2 separate regions of the Mus musculus genome follow, and region 1 is linked to region 2. A link is a contact called in public promoter capture Hi-C data. All regions are on one chromosome and are shown on one strand. The core of a region is the stretch at or near the end of the contact, and the rest is flanking DNA. Distances in the headings are between cores, read along the strand shown. Region 1 holds the start of Brf2 (BRF2, RNA polymerase III transcription initiation factor 50kDa subunit). Region 2 holds the start of Golga7 (golgi autoantigen, golgin subfamily a, 7).

Region 1 (4,641 bases), core at 1,742-4,241, 3.9 Mb before region 2:
AATGCTTCCTGCTTTGTCAAGGACCTGAGTTTAATTGCCAAAGCCCATGTCTGACAGCTTCTAACTGCCTGCAACTCCAGCTCCAAGGGGTCTGAAGCCCTCTTCTGGCATTGAAGGATACCTACATAGGTATGCAGATACATACACACATAAACACACATGTAATTAAAATAATAAATCCTTTAAAAATATTTTTGTTCCTTAATTTAAACTCATATTTGTATAACACCACGTCTTATATAATTTGTGCTGCCATAACAGAATACTTTCAAGTCTGAGTCATTTATAAGAAGCTAGAAATTTTTTTCTCACAGTCCTAGCAAGCCCAAGATCAAGGCACAAGCTTGGCGTTTGGTGGGGGCTGCTGTCTCTTCTAAGAGAGAGTCTTGAAGACTGCATCCTTCAGAGGGATGGAATCCTATGTCCTCACAAGGCAGAAGGTTTAAGGGCAAATGGAATATATCCTTTTTAAAACTGTATTGGTCCATTCTTAAGTGCAGAGCCACCATGGCCGTAACTTCCCAAAGACCCCACCTCTCAATACTATTTCCATGGGGACTAAGTTTCTGACACAGGTGTTCAGAACAATGGCACCAACACATTAAGCACATCAAATTTGTAATTTGGTTTTTATAATGGTATCACTGAAAGCAATATTTTACTCAGGATTCTTTGATCTACATAAAACTAAGAAGTCTGGAGTCAGAATCTTAGGGCATCTTAAAGCTCAGGTTTTATTTTATCTTTTTTATTTGTTTCCTTTGGCTGTTTTTTGTTTGTTTGTTTTCTCTTTTTTGTTTTTTTTTTGTTTTTGTTTTTGTTTTTTTGAGACAGGGTTTCTCTGTGTAGCCCTGGCTGTCCTGGAACTTACTCTGTAAACCAGGCTGGCCTCGAACTCAGAAATTCGCCTGCCTCTGCCTCCCAAGTGCTGGGATTAAAGGTGTATGCCATGTATCAAAAGATGGCCTAGTCGGCCATCACTGCAAAGAGAGGCCCATTGGACTTGCAAACTTTATATGCCCCAGTACAGGGGAACGCCAGGGCCAAAAAGGGGGAGTGGGTGGGTAGGGGATTGGGGGGGTGGGTATGGGGGACCTTTGAGATAGCATTGAAAATGTAAATGAGGAAAATACCTAATTAAAAAAAAAGGTGTATGCCACCACCGCCCAGCCCTTTGGCGCTCTCTCTCTCTCTCTCTCTCTCTCTCTCTCTCTCATTTGTTTATTTATTTTACATATATGAGTACACAGTCACCAACACACAAGAGGGCATTGGATCCAATTACAGATGGATGTGAGCCACTATGTGGTTTCTGGGAATTGAACTCATGACCTCTGGAAGAGCAGTCAGTGCTCTTAACCCCTGAGGCATCTCTCCAGCCCCTTGCTTTTAACTCTTGATTTCCTGCCTTTACTTTCCAAGTGCTGGGGCAACAGGCGAGTTATATTAAAGTTCAATACAAGATTGTTTTCCCCTTTTCTCTCTTAAAAAAAAATTAAGAGAGGGTCTAGCTAGCCCTAGCTGGCCAGGCACTCACTCTGTACATCAAATTGCCCTTGGACTCAAAGAAACCTGCCTGCCTCTGCCTTCTGAGTGTCAGAATTAAAGGCACGTGCCACGTGGATAGCTCAAAGTTCAAGGTTTTAAACATGTCTGAGTCGGCCTGTAGCTTCCAGTTTGCCAAAAGTTGAAGGGGAGAGAGGAGGTGTGTGTGTGTGTGTGTGTGTGTGTATGTGTGTGTTTGAAGGCCAGATGTAGTAGCAAATGTCTTTAATCCTAGCACTCAGAAGGTAGAGAGAGGCAGATTTCTGTGAGTTTAAGACTATCCTGGTATATATAATGAGTTCCAAGACAGCCAGAGATATACAGTGACTCTTGTCTTAAAGTACAAAACAAAACAAAACACCCAAATCAAACCAACAATAAAATCCGACAATTTAAAATGCATTCTTACCAACTCCTAGCCTCCATCAATTCAGAAGATAGCATCTGAAACCCATGGAAAGGGTTTCCCCATATTCTGTAATGTTATTACCAGTGGTCCCTATCGTATGATATATGGCTCTCTTTGTTCTAAATCTAATGCAATCTTCATGTAACCACTTAACAGTTCTATGTGTTATTTGGAGAAACTTGTATCTATCTGTTCCTGGGCTCAAGTCCTCCTTTTTGGCTCTAGCATAAACTCTTGTACATCCTCTTTGAGGAGAGAACTATGGTTTTTCATGCTATTCTCTGAAGATATTTAAATCTACCACTCAAGATTTTAGTTCATCTTATTGTATTTATTTAGAGACATGTTCTTATTAAGTTGCTCTGACTGGACTGAACTCATTATGTACACCAGGCTTGGCTCAATCTCTACCTCCTAAATGCTAGGATTAAAGAAATATGTTGGAAAACAACAACAACAAGAGAGACTTTGAAAGAGAGACGGCAACTTAGTGTGGGGAGGTCCGTAGAGTACAACACAATTTACTGCTCTCTCACTGCAGAGTGATCTATTTTCTACTACGGTCAAACTTAACGTTCCTTACTACATAGAAAGGAAAAAACTGGTTCCACTTTTTTGAAGGGAGTTAAATCAGGCATGGTAATACAAGCCTGTAATCCCAGCATGTAGTAGGCAGAGGCAGGAGGATCAGTATTTTAGGTCAGCCTGGGCTACATAAGCATGATAGGCTAAAAAATAAATTATAAATTGGATAATATATTTTAAAAAATAGTGTTTTGCAGACAACAATTCCACATCTGTGGTTTGTGTCAACTCCCCACGTGGCCTAACCACAAAAACCCAGAGAGCCTGAGAAACAGTTAAATCCAGGAACCTCCCTTTCTAACTCAGGTTTCTACCCGAGTCCACAGAAGGGATCGGAAGTGGCGTACTGCCGAGGGGAGGAGCAAACTGCCAGCCGATTGGCCAGCTGGCCGGAGGAGGATGGTGCATCCGGAATAAGCGCCCCTCCACTTTATTGCCGCTGCCCAGTTACAAGTTCTCTGGGAGTTTGTGCCTGACGGCGGTACCGCAGCCCTGGACCGACCGACGAGATGCCGAACGGAAGCCGCTGCCCGGATTGCGGCTCCTCCGAGCTCGTGGAAGATTCGCATTATTCTCAGAGCCAGCTGGTGTGCTCCGACTGCGGCTGCGTGGTCACCGAAGGGGTCCTAACTACCACCTTTAGCGACGAGGGCAACTTCAGGGGTACTGGTCTTGAACCCGGGGATCGCCAGCCTTGGGCGGTGGAGTCCTTAAACCCAGCTCCCTCTTTCCAGCCTCCTCCCTTTCTTGGCCATGCGCACAGTTAAATGTGAGAGAATTGGGCTTAAGTAAACAGATGAGCTGGAGGAGGGTGCGATCCATCTGATTTCCCAGTACCTACAACGGTGTCTGGCATTGGGTGGGTATATTGGTTGGTGAATGAACGAAACGATAAAGGTTTCATTCGTCTTGTCAGACCTAGTCAGTGTTGAAGGAGTGCCGGTAAATTATTTGAAAATAACAACACGAACCATCATCTCCTAGCAGGTTTTAGCACTAATTGGCAACTTGCTCTCCTCTGCGTTCCACGCCATTGCTCTAGTACAGCGGTTCTCAACCGGTGGGTGGTGACCGCCGTGGTGTCCACAGAATCTTTCACAGGAGTCCCCTAAGACCATCCTGCATATAGGCGGTTTACATTATGATTCATAATGCAATTCATAATTCTCTTTTTTTTCTGTAGCTAATGCAATCTTCGTGTAACCATTACAAAATTACAGTTATGAAGTAGCAACGAAAATAATGTTAAGGTTGGGGGTCACCACAACGTGAGGAACTGTATTAAAGGGTGGCAGCATTAGGAAGGTTGAGAACCACTGCTCTAGCCCTTGGCTAATGCAGCCCTCAAAAGTGAATGTATCAGAGAAATTATTGGAAAATCAGAATTGCCAGTGCAGCTTTTAAAAATACAGTTCTGTCCTATTACTTTTACATAGATGGGTATCTTCTCTGAGGTAGAAGTAGATACACAGTCATTTGAAATCTCCCTGGCCTTATGCAGTCAGAGGGCAAGGAGGAGGTGAACGAAGGCCAGCTGGGTAATTTGTTGTTTGCTATTTTACAGAAGTGACATATTCTCGAAGCACTGGGGAAAACGAACAAGTTAGTCGCTGCCAGCAACGAGGTGAGAATCAAACTTTTTTCCCCCTTAAATTTCAGCTTTGCTTTTATTTATGTCACTGTTTAATGTTTTGATATTATGTGTATGGGTGTTCTTACTGCATGTATGTGTGTGTGTGCAGCATGTGCATGCCTGGTGCCCATGGAGTTAGAAGAGGGGGTTGGATCATCTGGAATTGCAGTTATAGATGGTCGTGAGCAGCCCTGTGGATGCTGGGAAGCAAACCCCAGGTCGTCTACAAGAGCAATAGTGCCTTTTAACTGCTGAGCCATCTCTCCAGCCCAGAGCATCAACCTTTTTTTTTCTTTTCTTTTCTTTTTTAAATATATTTTTTTATTACGTATTTTCCTCAATTACATTTCTAATGCTATCCCAAAAGTCCCCCATACCCTCCCCTCAACTCCCCTACCCACCCATTCCGGAGCATCAACCTTTTATGACACCGTGGCCTTAAAGACTTTTTTGTTTTGTTTTTGTTTTT
Region 2 (4,567 bases), core at 1,833-4,332:
AGAGACAGTTCAGTGGCAGTAAGTGCTTACTGTTTGTCTTAGTCAGGGTGACTATTGCTGTGACACTGGGACCCAAAAGCAAGTTGTGAGGAAAAGTGGCTTATACTTCCATGCAGTGGTCCATCATTGAAGGAATCTAGGACAGAACTCAAACAGGACAGAAATCTGGAACAGGAGCTAAAGCAGAGGCCATGGAGGGGTGCTGCTTATTGGCTTGTTCATCATGTCTTGCTCAATCTGCTTCCTTATAGAACCCAGGACCATCAGCCCAGGATAGCACCAACCACTATGGGTTGGGCCCTCGCCATTGATCACTGATTGAAAAAATGCCCTGGAGCTGAGTCTTATGGAGACATTTTCTTAACCTTGGTTCTCAACCTCCCTGATGCTGTGACCCTTTAGTAGTTCCAGAGACAGAATTAGTTGCTTTAACTGAAGTGTTTTGCAAACCAAGTCAAGGTACTGTGAAAAATGAATCTATCCTAAGTCTACCAAGGATGAAGGAGAAGAAGAAGAAGAAGAAGAAGAAGAAGAAGAAGAAGAAGAAGAAGAAGAAGAAGAAGAAGAAGAAGAAGAAGAAGAAGAAGATGATGATGATTAGTGTCTTAGTTAGGGTTTTACTGCTGTGAACAGACGCCATGACCAAGGCAAGTCTTATAAAGAACAACATTTAATTGGGGCTGGCTTACAGGTTCAGAGGTTCAGTCCATTATCATCAAGGTGGGAACATGGCAGCATCCAGGCAGGCATGGCGCAGGCAGAGCTGAGAGTTCTATGTCTTCATCCAAAGGCTGCTAGTGGAAGACTGACTTCCAGGCAACTAGGGTGAGGATCTTAAGCCCACACCCACAGTGACACACCCATTCCAACCAGGCCACACCTATTCGAACAAGGCGACACCTCCAAAAGGTGCCACTCCCTGGTCCAAGAATATACAAACCATCACAATTAGTTTTTGTTGTTATTGTTTTGTGTAATGAATAAGTGCATAAGATACATTAGATACTAAAAGTGTAAAACGTACTGTGAAGCTCCACAGCTTCTGTTCTGGGTGTCACTTCTAACTGGATAGAAGTTCATTTGTATAGATTTGGGGTCTGGCTAATTTTGGTGTGTGTTGTCTTTATTTATTTGCAAGCCTGTTAATAATAAAGTTTATAAAATTAAAAAGGGAAAAATGCCTTTACAGGATTCACCAATAAAAATAAATTGAAATCTCAACCTCTTTTTAAAAAAACATACACAGACTTGTAGGCTAATTCTATAGAAGCTTTATTTGCAATTCTAAAACTGGAAATTTCCTGTCTATCAACTAATGTGCTGGTTTCAGTATACTTGATCCAGGGATTGGCACTATTTGGAGGTGTGGCCTTACTGGAATGGGTGTGGCTATCTTAGAGGAACTGTGTTACTTTGGGGTTGGTCTTTAAGACCCTTCTCCTAGCTACCTGGAAGCTTGTCTTGTCCTGTTTGCCTTTGGAACTTTCAGTTCTTTCTCCAGCACCATCCCTTTCTGGAAGCTGCCATGCTTCCCACCATGATGATAATGGACTGAACCTCAGAACCAGTAAGCCAACCCCAATTTAATGTTACCCTTAATAAGAACTGCCTTGTAGCCGCGCGGTGGTGGCACACGCCTTTAATCCCATCACTCAGGAGGCAGAAGCAGGCGGATTTCTAAGTTCGAGGCCAGCCTGGTCTACAAAGTGAGTTCCAGGACAGCCAGGGCTATACAGAGAAACCCTGTCTCAAAAAACCAAACAAACAAACAAATAAAAAACTGTCTTGGTCATGGTTTCCCTTCACAGCAATGGAAACCCTGAGGCAGTACGTGAATGAATAAATGGGGAAAGTCACAGAAATGAAATTACGTATGGCACAACAGAGGAATCTCAGTAGAATCTATACAATAAGAAGGAGACGAAAAACTCTGATTCAATTTAAGTGAAAGTTAAGAAAACACAAGTTTGTTTCTAGTGACAGAAAGGTTAGTACTGGGCAAAGGGGGTCTGCTGAATGGCTGAAAGGTATGACTGTAAAGAGTAAGGAAGTTTTTAGAGGTGGTGTTTATTATCTTGATTGTACTGATGGTTTAAGGGCATGGACGTGGTAGAAGTTAACAAATTATGTCCACGTTAAATGAGTGGGTTTACTATACACCCTTTATTGGGATAAAGCTATTCATTTTTGAGACAGGGTCTCACCATGACGATCTGGCTGGCCTGGTACTATTTAGGTAAACTGGGGTGGGCTTGAACTCAGAGATCACCAGGGAGTGGACGACCTCTGCCCTGTCCCCCGCCCTATGCTGGAAATTTTTTTAATGCTATTTTTAAAACCCCAAAAGAGAAATCAATTATCGTGACAACTGATCAAGTATCTAATCAATTATCAGTATACTAAAAAGTTGTACTAGAACATCGCCACCACCAGACGTGCATAGGGATTTTCCTGGATGTCTTGCAAAGATACAGTCAGTAAAGTGGGGACCAATGAGAGAGAACTGTTGTTGGTCCAGTCGGGTCACCTAAGCGGGTATAGCTGGTGTACATGTCTCTGGGACGAAAAAAACCAACACCTCAAGAAGAATTGGAGAAGGGATGCAGGATAATGCAGAACAGGAATACCATCTCCTCACTCTCGTTCAAGAGGGTTCCAGGGGCCAAATGCATCCCCAGTAGTGCGCTTTGTAGTTGTAAATATCTGTGTCTGTTGGAATTGGAGAGTGACGGTTGTTTTTGTGGAGCGAGGTGGGTTAGCCCACGTGAAAGCTGGAACGCTTAATCAAGAAGGGAACTATTCCTGTGCCCACAAACCACTTCACCACAACCAACAGGGAATTCCGAGTCTCTAACCCCGGCGTCTTTCCCGGAACTCCCGGATCCACCGATCACGTCCACCTCATCATCATCATCTTCTTCCGCCCGGAAGGGTTTCATTCGCCTACACTAGGAAGACTTCTCTCCCAGCCACCGCGCACCTCACCGCAACGCGCAGCCGCGGAGGCGTCGCTTTACGGCCGGAGGGGGCGGGGTGTCAACGTGCGGCACAGAAGGTGTTCGGGAGAGGCTAGGTTTTTTTGCGACAGGACGTAAGCGGCGACGGAGGTGGCGCGACAGCTGCTGGAGGGCCGAGGAGGCGGGTTTGTGTTTCCAGGGCCGAACCAGGATGTGGGGGGGCGCGGGTCCTGGGCTTGGGTAGCTTGGAGTCCCTCGGCTACAGCCATGAGTGAAGGGGATCGGCGAGGGGGGAGGCCTGGGGCGTCTTTGGGCGGTGGGTGGCTCCGAAGGGCTGGCGGGCCGGAGAGCCGGCTCTAGGCCGGCCATCTGACCCCGTGTCTTGCCCGAACTCGCAGAGCGGCGGGTCCTGTCCTCGCCATGAGGCCGCAGCAGGCACCGGTGTCCGGGAAGGTGTTCATTCAGCGAGACTACAGCAGCGGCACGCGCTGCCAGTTCCAGACCAAGTTCCCCGCGGAGCTGGAGAACAGGGTATGCAGCCCGGCTTCCCCTGCTCCTGGCCCTGCTCCTGGCCCTGCCCCTGGCCCTGGGGAGGGGAGAGTCCCTGGAGCGGGAGGGAGTGTCTCACGGTTCGGGAGAGCATGAGACGTCAGGATTCATGGGAAAAGATATACGAAGGAGGTACGGTCTAGTATTTGGAGAAAGACCACTAAGGCTAATGCTCAGAGTACAGTGATCATATAGAACTTTTAGGATGCTGGCCCGCAGTCCACCCAAGAGTGTCCTTAACAGGATGCCGACACACACACACACACACACACACACACACACACGGTACTTGACACCTGGTTGAAGCTCACACACACACACACACTCACTCAGTTATTGACATCTTGATGAGGTGCTAATTCCTGGAACTCCAGGCCACCTCATACCTCCTGTGGTAACCTATATCCTACTGCCTCAGACACGCGAAAGACAGCGTCATAGTCATGACTGGTATCTGTGGTCACTGTGCTGGTCATACTGTTCAGCTGAAAGGGTTTATTAGGGATGTGCTCGGCAGTCCAGACAGGCCTTCTTGGAACCTGAAAAACGTACACGGTCCCGGGCAGGAACGGCAAAGGAACTTGTAGCTGAACCAACCCTGACTCCCAGTCATTATCACTGGGAACTTCCTGTTTGCCTTGCATATCAAAACGGTCATGGGGCAGAGGTCCTTTGGGCAACCTTGTAAACAAAGATGAGATTTGTGTACCATTCCTTCAGATTTAACCACACCAAAAAAAAAACAAAAAAAATCTACTCGTCTACCCAATGTGATCCTCCTTTTGTTCTTCAGCGATATTACTCAGATTCTATTTCCTGTTCATAAATCAGTTTCTGAAGGATGAGGAACTTGGAGGGTAATTAAGCATGGTGTGGGTGTGGGGCTAAGAAATGCTGCTTGTGGACTAGGTAGGTGGAGATGAGTGTGTACTAGAGAAATGTGTGCCAGCCATTTAAAATCAGAGGGGTGGTTTGTAGGCTGGGTGTGTGGCTTAGTGCACAGAGCCTGTTTTTTCCAGGTTGAAGGCCCAGGGATCTATCCCCAGCACTACATACTTACT

What was found. Promoter capture Hi-C pulls out the DNA fragments that hold promoters and counts their contacts.
Region 1: a promoter capture Hi-C map of pre-B cells shows a contact between it and region 2. The contact joins the promoter of Brf2 here to the promoter of Golga7 in region 2. A contact is called at or near these places in 1 of 39 promoter capture datasets (pre-B cells) and 1 of 484 Hi-C or Micro-C datasets (CD4 T cells).

Annotation. Positions count from the first base shown.
Region 1 is chr8:27,126,982-27,131,622 of GRCm38.p6, reverse strand. It overlaps Brf2 (BRF2, RNA polymerase III transcription initiation factor 50kDa subunit), which reads left to right and starts at 2,991. Exons shown (of 4, transcript NM_025686.2): 1 at 2,991-3,202; 2 at 4,104-4,163. The coding sequence starts at 3,049.
Region 2 is chr8:23,255,595-23,260,161 of GRCm38.p6, reverse strand. It overlaps Golga7 (golgi autoantigen, golgin subfamily a, 7), which reads left to right and starts at 3,082. Exons shown (of 5, transcript NM_020585.2): 1 at 3,082-3,488. The coding sequence starts at 3,378.